Linked DNA regions of Cricetulus griseus: region 2 is linked to region 1. Evidence: chromatin contacts called from public Hi-C data. All regions are on one chromosome and are shown on one strand. The core of a region is the stretch at or near the end of the contact, and the rest is flanking DNA. Distances in the headings are between cores, read along the strand shown.

Region 1 (7,785 bases), core at 651-3,150:
GCCCCCTAGACCTCACGCCCGTCTCGTGGAAATATCACCCAAACCAAGTACAATTTTAGTTTTCCCAGTGGCCTCCATAAATAAAGCTAAAAACAGATTAAATTAACTATAATAACATATTGCATGATATCTAGGTGTGTTGCCCTTTTTGATAGCCAATCAACATTTTAAACTGTATTGCTCAGATTTTTGCAGCCCTTTGGGTTGCGCTTTCAAAAATTTTCTATGCATTTAACAGAGAGTGCATCCCGAGAGTTCACTTCAAATATTCTGGACACAAAAGGTTATACTGTTCTGGATGGTGGAGTTTTACTCGCTGGGATCTTCAGGGAAGAGCCAGCAGCCCATTCCTGTAGCCTCATCAATGGCTCACAGCCTAGAGAAGTGCTCACAATGCTTGCCCGCTGGCTCCTCACGCTCCACATCCAACCTCCACTCACTTTCTTCTCAGCACCAAAGCCAGCGTGCTGATCACAAAAGCTAAGTTGGACAGAACCACGCTGCTGCCAAAATAACACTTTCAGTGGCTCCCTCTTTCACCGGATAAAAGGCAAGAGTTTTCAGTTAGGAGCCCTGGCAATGTGTGTAATCCCAAGCACTTGGGAAGTTGAGTTAGGAGGGTTCCTACATGGTCCAGGCCACCCTGGGTGACACAGTGATTTACAGCCTGAACTATACATGGAGATCATGGAGTCTGTTCACAGCTATAAAATCCTAACTAAGACAACTAGGGAGAAAGTTGGGCCAATAAGGCTCTTGCCTTACAATCATAACAACCAGGAACCCATATAAAAAGGACATGTTGGCAGCCTAGCCTATTCAATGAACTCCAAGGCAATGAGAGATCCTGCCTTAAAAGCAACCAACAAGCAAAAACGGTGATGGCACATGAGCAATGTCCAGCTTGCACACGTTACATGCACACATATGTGCTCAAACACACTTACATTCAGCCACCCCAACACACACAAACAAGGAGAGGTTTTGCAGAGTTTCTGAAAGGCGTTGTAGCACGTGGCTCTGGTTTCTGTTTCTGTTACCGACACCTGGCTCTCCTCCGGCCCTTCTTGCAGCTCCCAAATCTCACTCTCCACCCTGGGCTTGGGCCACTGTCTGACCCCTCCCTGAGGCCTAAAACACAAACCCCACACCAGCACCCAAGCTCCTCGGCCTGCATGACAGCCCAGCATCAGCTTCTCAAAGGAACTGTTCTTTGAAGACAGCATCCTTCTGCAGCCCACTCTAGGCCTCCAGATGCAAACGTTCCTCGGCTAGGCTCACAGATACCAGAAACGTCATTATCATGCGTGTAATTCCTCCCCTGCCTCTTCTTGCTATAGTGTAAGTTCGGCTAGCACAGAAACATGCTGGAACGGAACAGACCTGCCGTGAGAATGAGAATGAAGGACCCAAGAGTAAGTGTGAGTCTTCAGCCTCTAAGGGTTTAACCGTTTACTGTAGAAAAGACGGACACACGCACGCTGTCCGCCCGACAAACAGGCAAGTACTAGGAAGGAAAGTGAAACTCATAGGAACTGGGAGAAAGGAAGACGGACATTTTACGAGGCAGCCACCAAAGAAGCCGGTTAGTAGTGATAAACACAGCAAGTCATACTTACATGCTACCCACTGTGTGCCAGGCCTGACAGGACACAGGCCGAGCACCCAGCAGCTGTAAGTAGAGGTACTAGGCCCACGTGACACTGGCATCATGTCTCCCTTACCTCTCTCCCTCTACCCTGTTCTCTTGTGTGGCTTTTATGAAAATGGAAGCCACAGCATGGTAGTAGACACCTTTGTCTGTTTGCTCTTGTTAGTTCTCCAGCCTCTAGACCAGTGCCTGGCGCCCAGCAAGTGCTCGGTAAATGAATGAGTCACTCAATCCATGCTCGAAAGAGCACCAAACAGCAGGGCTGAATCACCAGGCAAACAGCCCTGAAGAATAATAAACAACCACAATGGCTTCTACTCACGGGCTTATTTCTGCCCTGAGCACCGGGCACCATCCCTCCGTGGGCATAACCACCCTGTCTTGTAGCTGAGTGAATGGTGGCAGAGCTTCCCTTGGCTGTATGCAAGGCAGTCGTCAGGCCTCTCTGATTGCATCCTCCAATCTCCACACCAGTACCCGGGCAGCTGGCTGGCTCTCATATCTTATGTCCGCCAGAAACTGGAAAGCCGATGCGGACTGGTGAAGTCACTGGCCTCTCCCCATCTGTATTCAGACCCGGAATGGGCCGATTGCACGTTCAAATGCACCCAGAGACCCAGGAAGTCACCCAGTTCCATCCTGGTGACAGGAATGTCATTTGCTAGCTTTGACTGGGAGGCTGAGGGTAAGGGGGGTTGCTGACCCCAGGTCCTCTGCCCTTTAAGGCCTCTCTCTGATTATCATGTCCTCTTCATAGCTGCTCAGTGCTTCATCTCCCCTAATTTACAAACAGGGAAACTGAGGACACACTTGCTGAAAGGTACCGGGGGCCTATACTCCTTTACATGACCCAGGCTGCCTCCCTCTTGCAGTTGCCTGGCTTCCGCCTTTTTGGAAGGTCCTTTTCAATCGGCAAGGCCTCACTTCCTACCTTGCCAAATCGTTTCACAACTAAAAGGCAGTATCAGCAGCCTTCTCCTGGAAGGCAAACCAGTTAGGCTCAACCTGATTTCCAAAAGGCCTAGGGCTGTGTAGACACCAGAGAGCCTGCTCACAAGAAGTTTAAGGTCAATGACAGAAGAGAGGCAGGTCAATGAAACAGCTTCCCCACCAATCAAAACAGGAGGCGATCCATTGATTCAGCTCACTTGCCTGGCATGCTCGGAGCTCTGGCTTCAAATAAACTGACAGCAGAGAGACAACTCGGTTAAGAGCATTGTCTGCTCTTCCAGAGGGCCTGGGTTCGATTCCCGGAAACCACATGGCAAATGACAACTGTCTGTAACTCTGCAGGCACCGGGTACAAGTGTTGCACATACATACATACATACATACATACATACATACATGAGGGCAAAACACTCATACACATAAAAATAAGACAAAAAAGAACAAGAACAACCTATAAACAGCGCACCAAAGTAATAGAATTCTAAGATGAAAAGAGAATGAGTTGAGCATGGTGACAAACACTTTATCCCAGCACTCTGGAGAAAGAGGAAAGAAGACTGGGAATTTAAAAACCAACAGGAGAACCTGTCTCAAAGCAAAACAGTAGCTGGGGACGGTGGCCCATGCATTTAATAGAGCACTTGGGAGGAAGAGCTAAGTAGATTTTTGTTAGTTTGACGCCAGATGGGTCTGTCTACATAGAGACCGAGGACAGCCAAGGCTACATAGAGACACTGTCTAACAAAACAAAGCAAAACAAACAGAAAAGGAAAAGATTTAATATGGCCGTGGGCTAAGAGTGTAACCCAGACATTTGGCTAGCATGCCTGATTATTCCGTAGGCTGGATCCCCAGAACAGCGGGGGAAGGAAAGAAACAAGAGAGAAAGGGAGGGAGAGGGAAAAGGAGAGGGAGAGCAGGCTACAAGAAAGGGACTCCTGGGCTCCAAGACCACATCAACAAGCCAGTGTTGTTTCTCTTAATGACAGGGTGCAGGGAAGGCCATAGCCATCTTGGTACTGATGCAGGTCCCGCCCTGAGTCCCCCTAGCAGATAGACAGGCTGGTGCTCACAGGGCACCAAGGATGAGGAGGAAGCATTAGCGATTTCAAGGGAGCTCCAGCTTCCGTCTGCTGTGAAGTCAACAGCGATTCCATGGGACACAGTGCTGAACGGCTTTTGGTTGCAAAGCCAGGCAGGGTACCTGGAGAGAGCTATTTGCTAACCATCTCTTCCCATCTCTCCCCACCTAGCGGAGACCCAGTGGACCCCCTCCAAGTCCACAGCCCAGAACTCTTGCCGCACCGAACCTTTGTCTTATCTCGGCCTGCTGTGTGTGGCAGCAAAGACAGGCAGCTGAACAAAGGTATCGCCTCCAAAGCTACTGCTTCTCCTCAGACCGGAGTTGAGTGTGCAGGCAAGGCAGCCTCCTGCTCAAGGCCAAGGGCAGTCAGTCTTTTAGTTTGTTCTTCACCATCTTCTGACTTCTGGAAGTGGCCAAACCGCCCTGACCTAAATTCCATCAGCTTTGCTGCTGCCCAGCTACCTGGGGTGATGCCTTTAGCCCCCAGCTGGGCTCCTATTCTAAAACCTGGTGATAGTAATAACCCTATCTTTCGGGATTGCTTGGAAGTTAAAATGCAGTAATATACCTAAAAGCATTTAAAGCCAGCCTGAATGTGGTGAGATACACATATGATTCCAATATATAGGAGGTTGGGACCATTAGAATGCTAGTTCAAGGCCAGCCTAGGCAAAACCATACACAACCTTAAAAAGAACTCCATGAATGGATACAGGTGAGGGGTGGGAGTGGTTAGCGGAGGAGAGCTGGAGTTAGTATGTAAGATGAAATAAGATAAAAAGAGCTCGATGATGGCTGGACACTCTCTCTTAAGTACTCTGCAAAGTTGTGGATGACACAAATAAAAAGGATGATGAGCCTAGCACACTAAAGAAACTGAAAGTCACTGCCACATTACAGTCCTTGTTACTATTAGTTACTATGACTACGCATTGTTCCTTACAGGACCGGTGCCAGAAAAGTAAAATCCAACCATCCACGCCCCTACCGGACCTCACATGATCTACAGCCACATGGCCCCAAATCCCACATCTGACCTGATCGCCAAAGTCACACCCGGCTTCTACTCTGATGGCAGAACAAAGGATTCTCCATGCAGCCTTCTACGAGGTAGAACTTCTGACAGTTTCTAGACCGTTATAGAGGTGACTGACTGTCAGCAGGGCTTTACTGACACTGCTCTGCTTCTGTTTTGTTGTGACTTTCAGATGTTTAGTTTTCCAGGCAAGCCTCACACTGGAGTTCAAGCAGGCCTCCAGCCAAAACGGTTTTGAACTCATGGTAATCCTCCTGCTTCAGCTTCTCCTATGCTGGGATTATAAGCATGAGCCACCACACCTGGCTTCCAAGGGCAGTCTTTTTTTTTTTTTTTTTTAATTTATTTGTGTGTGGAGAGAATGTGCCACAGAAGACAACACTGGGGAGTCGGTTGTCCTCTTCCACCGTGGGTTTCAGTAGGTCATCTGACTTGCCAGGAAAACACTTGCACTCACGGGGCGGTCTCTTCCCCCTTTGAGTAAATATGCCAACATGGACATGAGAACACAGGGGAGATAAAGTCCCAGTGTCATCACTAACATTACAAAGGCAAATGGGGTGGGGGTCTCAGCAGGGTGGACAGTGTTCTATCAGCACCCAACTAGAGAAGGAAGGACACAGCAACAACCCAGTGCCTGGAAAGGGCACGTGATATCTACAACATATGGAAGTGTAGCCATAGCTGGCTTTCAGTGCGCCACGCCGCCAGTTCACTTGCCCGTTCGAATGGGGCAGACTTCACAAAGCCTCACCCCTAGATGGAGAGCTCATGGCTACTAAGGGAGGAAGAATCAGTTCTCTCCCTGGACGAGTCCCTATCCCTATTAGGTCATCCAATCCCCGGAAGTCAGCTCTAAACACGTGTACCCATAAGCAACAGTAAATGGGGACTCCTCAGACTATATATATAATATATATATATATATATATATATATGTGTGTGTGTTGTGTGTGTGTGTGTGTGTGTGTGCGCGCGCGCGCACACACACACACACACACACACACGTAATTTAAAAGGAAGTTATAAATTTGAAAGGGAGCTGGCGGGGGGGGGGGGGGGGAGACATATCCCAAATTGCAGGCAGGAGAGAGTGTGAATGCCATACTCACGAAATTCTCAAATGTATACATCAAAGCATAGAGTCCAGCAAATATCCAAAGCCCTCGACGTCCCTGGGAAAAGGCTGGCCTGTCCTTGATGTGAGCAAATTCAGGGTCACTCAACACAAAATGGAAGGGACGGTAACTGTGTTCCAAAAGAGTCAGCAGCTGAGGTACCCAACGAGAGCACAGAGCTTGGGCAGACAAAGGGGTGCAGACCTGGCACAACACAGGCCTCAGAAACCATGGAGATGCTAAGAACCCTGCAGTCTTTCCGATAACCAGTCACTCAAACCACGAGAAACATCAGAGACAGGACCCTTCCAGCTCTGAAAGCTGCTGGCCACAGCAGGGCCGGATGAGCCGGTGATGGTTGTGAAAAAGAGAAGAAAATTAAAAAGGAAGGAAGAAATCGATTTCTTCTACTTTTCAAGAGAAGCTGGCTTATGCAAAACTCTGCACTCAAGGCAGGTACAGCAGGAAGATGCAGCCACCCTTAACCAGGCAGACAACAAGGCAGTCCCAGCACCAGTCACTCCCAGACAGCTGGGGGAGGCGGGTGGTTCCCAGCATGATAGCCCACAATGCTCTAACCAGTCTTGATGCCTAACCGAATCTATCATGAACCATAATGTATACATTTTTTGAGCCCCAAAACCATAAAGCACATCCTCACCTCCGAGGTTTGTACCCAACACACGACAGTACCGGAGAGCAGGCCATGAGGTTTTTCCCAGTGGTGGATTCCATTTGTCCTTCTGCTTTCATGACAGCTTTGCTCCTGATAAAATCTCAGAGGAAATCCCACTTGGAGTTCCAAGGGTTGAACACAAACCCCTTCCCAGTAGCTAGAGTTTTAGAGGGACTAGCTATGACCATAGGACCGTGGCAAGTGAACAAGCCCCAACTTGTCACTGCCCATATGCAAAACAGGCCTGCAACGTCCTCCCACAAGCAGTTAAGTTCAACAGACAGAAGACTGAATCCTTAGCACCCCCCCACACACACACACAGACAGACAGACACAACACACACTTCGCCATGGCTTTCTCTTTGCCAATTGACTACAGCCCCTCAAAACAGACAAGAGGGGAAAGAAAACATAGAAACCTTCTCCCTACACCATCGTAAGTGATTTCTCTCCTCTTAATCTTCTAGAACATCCTGAAGAGCTCACAGGAACACACTCACACAGGCTTGGAAGCCAGTAGGAAAATCCATGATGTGTCTACTCAAGGGCACATGTAGCTTCATGGCTGCGCTTCCTGGAAGTCTGAGCCGCTCTCGTGGTACAGCAGAAAATATTAGCCAAGGAAGGGCCAATCTAGTTCAATCAACAGCCCATCCAAAGAGAATTAGCGTGAGGAGGGTGTCGGGGGGGCCTTCAACAAACACAAGAATGTAATACAAAAGCGGAGAAAGTTTCAGGACACAGTTGTGGGAGTTTTAGGAGATCACCTTCTTTCTGCCCCGAGGGGGTGTCTCAGAGGAGGGCTGGCCAAGGATGGAGGGAGCATCACTCCACACAGACTTCCAGTTTCGCAAATGAGGCCTTCAAACCACATCAGCGGCCCCAAATCTGCGCTGATTGCAGGGGGGCGTCTCTTTTTCAGACACGAGGAAATGGGATTTTGATCAAGTGCACAAATCCAGAACTCTCTCTCTCTGTCTATGCAAGAGCCAGTCTGTGTAACCTCCCCCACCCACACCCCTCACCCCAGCCCAAACACTCTGGCAGTCTCGAGTCTGCTGGTGAGGGGAAAGCGAACCCCCAAACCCCTTTTCCTCTATCCAGACTCTACATCCCTGGGCTCCAGAGTTTCCTGGGGATAAACTTGGAACTTACGGGAGGGTGGATTCAGCCATGACTCCCAGGTCACCCGGGCTGCCAACATCCTTTCCGCGTGGATGTCCACTCGGGGGGCTTTGGGGGCGCCGGGTGGCATCCTGGTCCGCAGCT
Region 2 (6,863 bases), core at 2,213-4,712, 63 kb after region 1:
TTGAAGTGTTCAAAACAGGATGGGAAAAAAAAAAAAAAAAAGACCAGTTCCTCAAGTCTTTAGGAACTTTCACTAGTGCCAGGCACTGAGGCTAAAGTGTGTCCTGCCTCTGTCATTGCTTCTCTTGGGTCTTGTGCAAACTTATCCATTAGAATTCAAATATTTTTCCGGAAGTCAAGAGAAGCAGGTAATTCATTCACCCTCCATGGGATCAGCTCTTAGCCTCATTCACACCCTTCCCAGGGTAATTAAAATGCTTAGGAGAGGTAAAAGGGAGTGGGTTGAGTTGAAAGATAAGCCAGAAGGTTTAAAAACCCAAATGAAATTCCTGAGGGGTGGGAAGGGCGCGCGCGCTCGGGGGGGGGGGGGGGGTGAAGGTTGGGGAGGGGTAGCCGCTGACAACCAGGGCGGTCTGGGAGAAGTGGAGGGAGGGGGGCTCGCTGAAGCACAGGAATCCAGGGATGAAGAGCCCTTGACAGAGAGGGAAAGAGGGGTGAGCCCGGGGGTCAATTGAATTAAAGCCAATGAGAGGTCCATCCAACAACCTCTCCATCCTGTCCTGCTGGGGAATGCCCCGGCTTACCAGAGTCGCTGCTGGTAGTGGGAGGTGTCTCCTCGTGCAGCACCAGGGGCTCCGGGCTGGCCCGAGGGGAGGACTCCGAGGACAGCAGCGAGTCCGAGGAAGGAGAGAAGGCTGTGGAGTCGGACGAGGTACAGGACTTGGGCGAGCTGCTGTCGCTGAGCGGGTAGGGAAAGACCACAGAGGGGTCGATGCACTCGGACGCGGCGGCGGTGAGATCCTGCAGGTACAGGCTGGAGGTGGAGGAGCAGCCTCCGTGCCCGCGGGCGGGGCTCGGGCTGGCGCTGTCTTTGCGCGCAGCCTGGTAGGAAGCCAGCTTCTCGGAGACCAGCTTGGCGGCGGCCGAGAAGCCGCTCCACATACAATCCTGGATGATGATGTTCTTGATGAAGGTCTCGTCGTCAGGGTCGCAGATGAAGCTCTGACTCACCATGTCTCCTCCCAGCAGCTCGGTCACCATCTCCAGCTGATCCGCGGTGGAGAAGTTGCCACCGCCGCCGCCGCCGCCGCCGCCGCCGTCGTCGTCCTCCCTCGGGGAGAAGGACGCAGCGACCGTCACATAGGATGGAGAGCAGAGCCCCGAGCGGCGGCTGGGGGACAGGGGCGGGGTGGGCAGCAGCTCAAATTTCTTCCAGATATCCTCACTGGGCGCGGGCGGCTGCAGCTCGCTCTGCTGCTGGTGGTGATAGAAATTCTCCTCCTCGTCGCAGATGAAATAGGGCTGCACCGAGTCGTAGTCGAGGTCATAGTTCCTGTTGGAGAAGCTCACGTTGAGGGGCATCGTCGCGGCTGTCTGCTAGCGGGGGGCACAGGGAGGGAAGCAACGCTAGAGTTAGCCGGTTCTGGTGGACGCGGAAACCTGGCGCAGCGCGCACCCCAATTCTGAACCACTCCCCTTCCAGTGTGCTTGCTGTCCTTCCAAGTGTGTGTGTGTGTGTGTGTGTGTGTGTGTGTGTGTGTGTTGGGGGGGATGCGCTCTTTCACTCCCTACTAGCGCGACGCACATCGGACTAGCAGCTGCTCGGAGTCCCCGCCTCCTTGGAGCAGGGACTCAGCCCTGCAGACGCCCAGGAATCGCCATCGGCCTTGGCCTCCTCCAGAGGCTGAGCCAGGCGACTGTAGGGAACGCAGGCTGCCAAAAGCCAAGGCGCAAAGTTTTGCGCCACCTGAAGGAGAAAGGCGAGAGGCGCCGCGGTGCTGGCCCCCCTCCCGCACCGGCTCTCTGCGCCGCCACCCCGGCCCGGGTCCCCACTAGCGACGCCGATGCCGCCGCCCCTCTCCGCCCTCCTCTCTCTCCACCCCCAGCGCGCCCCCTTCCTTCCTCTGCCGGCTTTTCTTTCCGACTGCTGGCTTGGAGGGGCGAGCTCAGCCTCCGGCTTTAACAAGGCTCGCCAAATAAAAGGGGGGGGTGTCAAGTCATAGCAGGGACACCTCCCTTCTCCACTCGGTACCGCGCCGCCACTGCGCCAGCCGGAGACCCCGCAGCGATCCGGCACCCCGAGCCGGGCGTCTTCCCTCTCCCGCAGAGGGTAGCAGCTGTTACGGAACAGCCCAGATCACGATTCGCCGCAGTCTTCCCAGCAATTCAGGGGCGCGGGGACACCCGCGGATCCCAACCCGGGATGTGAGGATTCCCCCTGGTTCCCCCCAACGAATCGGTCACATCCCTGCCCCAGTTTTGTTTCCCGTCACTGCGCTAGCCGCGGCACCCAGTCCCAATGCCGTGGAGGTCAGGTTTAAAATTTTACTATTATTACTATTTTTTAAAAAATTATTATTCCTATTTTTAAAGCCAAAGGGCAACTTCTTAAAAGGGCCAGGGGCAACTCGGAGTCGCCGCCGCCGGGGATTGGCGGGCGGGACGCACCTCTGAGTCGGTCTCCGGCTGTCAGAAATGCACTAACCCGAAATTTAAATGCCCTCCCGGAGACTGGGAAAAGTCAGAGGCTGCAGAGCCTTCTCGATCCCACACGCAAAAGGTAATGATCCCTTCTCCAAAGACCTCGGGGTACCAAGGACTTTCTCGACCTCCGGGTCCAAGCCCCCAAAGGACACAAATAGCGATGAATGTAGTAAAGCAACAATGTCCAACAGGCCAGGGTCAGCGTCAACCCAGAGTAACCTCTGGAACCCGATTTCAAAATGCACCCCGATTTTTCCTTCCCTCTTTAGTCTGTCATCTTGACAAGTCTGTCTACCCCGACTCCGATTCACCCCAGCTCCACCCCGGCCTCCCCAACGACTCTGCTCAAAGTGTCAAAAGCACAGGATTGGAAGAAAGGCTACCCTGACCGCCGCTGCATGGAAGGCGCCGAGAAAAATCCATTAGAAGACCAACAGATCTGTGCTTACCGGGTTTTCCACCGCCCCAAGGATATCCAGCCTTCAGAGAGCGCGAGGAGCTCCTTTCAGGGGAGCCGATCGCGGGCAGAGGCAGAGAACACTGTCCCCAAATAGACAAAAATTTCCTCCCCGGCGCCTGGGGAGTCCTGTCCTCACTCGCAGACTGTAAGTCCCAGTGCAAAAGTGTCCGCCCGCTGCAATGGGCAAAGTTTCCCAGAGGGGGCGAGGGTTGCGACCGCGGGAGGGCTGGGGCAGGGGGAGCGGCAGGCCCGGAGGCGAGCGAAGCCCCTCTCGCTCCCAAGCTGCCTTCCCAGGACGCCCGGAGAGCGGCTCTGCACAGAGCTCGCCCAGCCCGCCCGCTCGCTCCCTCTGTCTCTCGCTGGAATTACTACAGCGAGTCAGAAAAAACGCCCCGAAAAGCTCCTTTTATACTGCGACTCCGGCAGGATCCGCCCCTCGCTTCTTTTTCCCGCCAAGGCTTGGCTAAGCCCTGCCCTTCTAGAGGCAGGAGGGGAGTCGAGCGGGGCGCGGTGGCGGCGGCAGCGAGCGGAGCAGCCCGGGGGTCCTCGGCCGGCCGCGTAGACCCTGGGGTTATAAAGGGCTGGTGGGCGGGGATTCTCTCTCTCTCTCTCTCTCTCTCTCTCTCTCTCTCTCTCCTCTCTCTCTCTCCTCTCTCTCTCCTCTCTCTCGTCTCTTCTCTCTCTCTCTCCTCCCTCCCTCTCTCTCCTCCCCTCCCCTCCCTCGTCCCCTCCCCCCTGCTTTGGGAACCCGGGAGGGGCGCTCGTGGGGAGCCAGGGAAAGAGGAGGAGCCTCTGCCCGGCAGCCCTGTACTCCAGTTCCTGGGGTGTAAACAGTGCGAGCGCAGCATGAATTAACTGCGCGCCCGACCATTTTCTCTCGCTCGCCCGCTCGCCCGCGCTCACGTCCTTTCCCTTCCCATGCTGTTCTTTGGGCGCAGCGCTTGGGTGAACTGTGTTCCTGTCGTGCGTGTCTCAGGCAGCGCAGGTGGAACAGCTGCCTAGCTCCGCACAATCCGCCATGTACCCTGGGCCGCGTCACGCACGTCCCCGGGCGGCCAGGCGTCTCTCTAAGGCTGGGGGAAGCAGATTTTAGAAAGGTGAGGGCGAAAGAATGGGCCCGTCTGTGAGCCCGCGTGCAGTGTGCGGGGTGTCAGTGACAGACGGGGGCTGCAGACGAAAACGGTGCCTGGAATTATTAAAACTGCTCAGCAACGCACTGCCACGTATACTTGGAGAGCCACTTAGGAATGAACACCCATTGCATCCCCTGCGGAGGGCATTATACGCATTTTGGATGGACAGCTATGTCGACTGGGTACATTCTTTTCAGAATGGATCTCCCAATTTGCTGTTACAAAGCACAAGCATACACACACACACAACACACACAGGCACACACACACACACACACGCACACACATGGGTGCGCGCGCGCGCACACACACACACACACAGGCGAGCGCGCACACACACAGAGACACACATACACACACAAGCACAGACACACACACCCCACAACGGCACACACACACACCACAACACACAGGCACACACGCACAGAGGCGCGCGCGCGCACACACACACAGGGGAGCGCGCCTGCACACACACACACAGGGACACACGCACAGAGGCACGCGCGCGCGCACGCACGCACACACACACACGCACACACACACAGGCACACACACGCACACACACACACACACACACACACACACAGGCACACGCACACACACACTCCAGCACCTCCGGCTGGCTCAGACTTCCACCAGGCAGGGGGTGGTGAGTGACAACCTAACCCCGTAGGTCTCCCTGCGGGTTCCAGAGCTGGAGCAGCAGTGGTGGGTGGGTTCCACCGTCTCTGCAGTCTGCACCCCGTCCCACCCCGGCTCACTCAAGAGTTCCTTCCTACTCAGCACCCCGTTTTCACAAGAGGCAGCAAATCCTCTTTGCCCCTGTGGAGCCGGTTTGCACCAGACTCCGGCTTAGGGGCTGGGGGAAAATCAAGGCGCTAGACGAGAGAATACGCAGTGTGGGTGGCTGAGGGGGTGGGGTGGGGAGTGGGGGGGACGGCACCCGGACTTCCCAGAAAGGGGGAGGAGTGGAACTTGCCAACTCGGATCTGGGGAGCCTGCGAAGACCCTAGGGTAAAGAAAACCGTTAACCCCTTCCTCCCCGGACAAACCCAGGTCTTCTTTCCTCCTTATTACTGGAACTGCAATTATGCATTAAAAAAAAAAGAAAAGCCGGCGCCGATCCGATCAAAGAAATGTTGCATTTTTGCCTATTTTATACTTGCGTCTGTGTGTGGCTTCAGCTAATTAAAGCTGACTTAATTTATGCATTAATTTTTCAGTTTACTTTTTTTCCCCTGGATTAGTTGCTGTGAATTATGTACAATCCTCAAATACATACACAACTTCATATGTATACATATACACATATATGATAATCTAGTTTATGAACCAATTTGAAACAGGAGTCTTTTGCTCTGCTCTAGGGTAATTATATAAGCATATTCCCTCGGGATTTGCTTATCCCTTGGCATCAAAACCCAAAGATATCTCGTTCATGATACCCAAGGCACTTTAAGATACCTCCTGCCCTAATTCCAGCATTTGGGTGGCAGAGGCAGGCAAATCTCTGTGAGATCGAGGCCAGCCTGGTGTACAAAGCGAGTTCCAAACAGACTCCAGGACAGGCTTCAAAACTACAGAGAAACCCTGTCTCTAAAAAAGAAAAAAAAAAAAAAGAAAAAAAAAAGAAAAAAAAGAAAAGAAACTTCCCCTTTTAAAAAAAGGGGGAAAAAGTAGTGTATAGAGTGTAAGGCGCGCACATTGTTCAAGGTAGTTATTATCCATGGAGTTTGCAACTCAGGGTTCAGCTGTTAAATGATAGTATCTTCCTCCAGAGCCAGCTCATTGCACAATTCAGCTTTAAGGATTGCAAAATGACTACAGCCTCTAGGATTTTTGCCTGAAACGCCGAGAGAGAGTCGCCAATCCCTAGGCTGCGTTTTGCTGCAAGGACTCTTTCCCCGCCCCCTCCCCGGGCTGCACGGTCCTTCTGCTTCGCGAAAGTAAAGTAAGTGTGCCCTCTACTGGCCGCAGAGATCCCAACGTCCGGAGCCAACGAGGGCGGAGGTCGGGTGGGGGCAGGGCTTCTGCCCGCAGGGTTTCCAGGCCAGCGGCTCAGCTGCCTAAGATAAGTTTCCAGCCACCTTTTAATGACTCTTTCAGGCTGCAAAGGAGCCAGAGGAAGAGAAATTACTAAGGAAAAAGTGGTTCAGAGGTAGCTATTCAGTTGCATACCGAGGTGTCGGAAATTAACTCATCACTTTCTGACAGTCACCCAAGGGAGAGCCCTAGCTGCGGATGGGACATAATTCACAGGTATACATATGAAAAAAATAAAATATTAAAAAAATCCGAACAAATCTGAAAAGCCCCAGAGCAAGCCACACCTTTGACACTTTCTGACCTGGAAGTGCCACAGCAGGACCCTGGATTTTATTGTGCAAGGGAAGGCACGGGGGTATTCGTTTATCTGCTCCTTGTTTATCATTATTTTTTTATTTATGTTTTACACGTTCCAATCCCGTCCCACCTCCCTCCTCTCCTCCTGCTCGCACTTTCCCCCATCCTTTTAGAGAGGGTGAGGCCTCCCCTAGGAAGTCTACTCAGTCTGTCCCATCATCTCCTTGAGGCAGGACCAAGGCGCCTCCCCACCCCACCCGCCTGTGTCTAGGCTGAGCAACCATCTCTCCATATGATGGAACGGGCTCCACTGAGTCAGTCTGCATTAGAGGCAGATCTTGGACCCACTGCGTCTCGTGATCATTATTTTTTGTTTGTTTTTGAGACAGGGTCTTACTACCGTTGCTAGCCCGAAACTCACCGAGTTTCTCCTTCTGCTCCTCC

What was found. Hi-C and Micro-C count contacts between places; a contact is called where the count stands out from the background.
Region 2: a contact with region 1 is called in a Hi-C map of the CHO-K1 cell line, with 6 times the contacts expected there. The contact joins the promoter of Myc here to the enhancer-like site in region 1. A contact is called at or near these places in 5 of 8 Hi-C or Micro-C datasets (the CHK-Q cell line, the CHL-YN cell line, the CHO-K1 cell line and 1 more).

Annotation. Positions count from the first base shown.
Region 1 is chr10:25,886,726-25,894,510 of CriGri-PICRH-1.0, forward strand. LOC118239358 (a long non-coding RNA gene) reads left to right here and starts at 5,791. Exons shown (of 2, transcript XR_004771277.1): 1 at 5,791-6,952. Within about 2 kb of position 1,901, at least 2 of the 6 cell types and tissues checked have open chromatin away from gene starts, as enhancers often do. A contact at or near this core is called in the CHO-K1 cell line and fibroblasts, where this site is marked.
Region 2 is chr10:25,948,502-25,955,364 of CriGri-PICRH-1.0, forward strand. Myc (myc proto-oncogene protein) reads right to left here and starts at 3,463. Exons shown (of 3, transcript XM_027431574.2): 1 at 2,933-3,463; 2 at 584-1,373. The coding sequence starts at 1,361. LOC113837469 (a long non-coding RNA gene) reads left to right here and starts at 5,738. Exons shown (of 7, transcript XR_003488052.2): 1 at 5,738-6,027.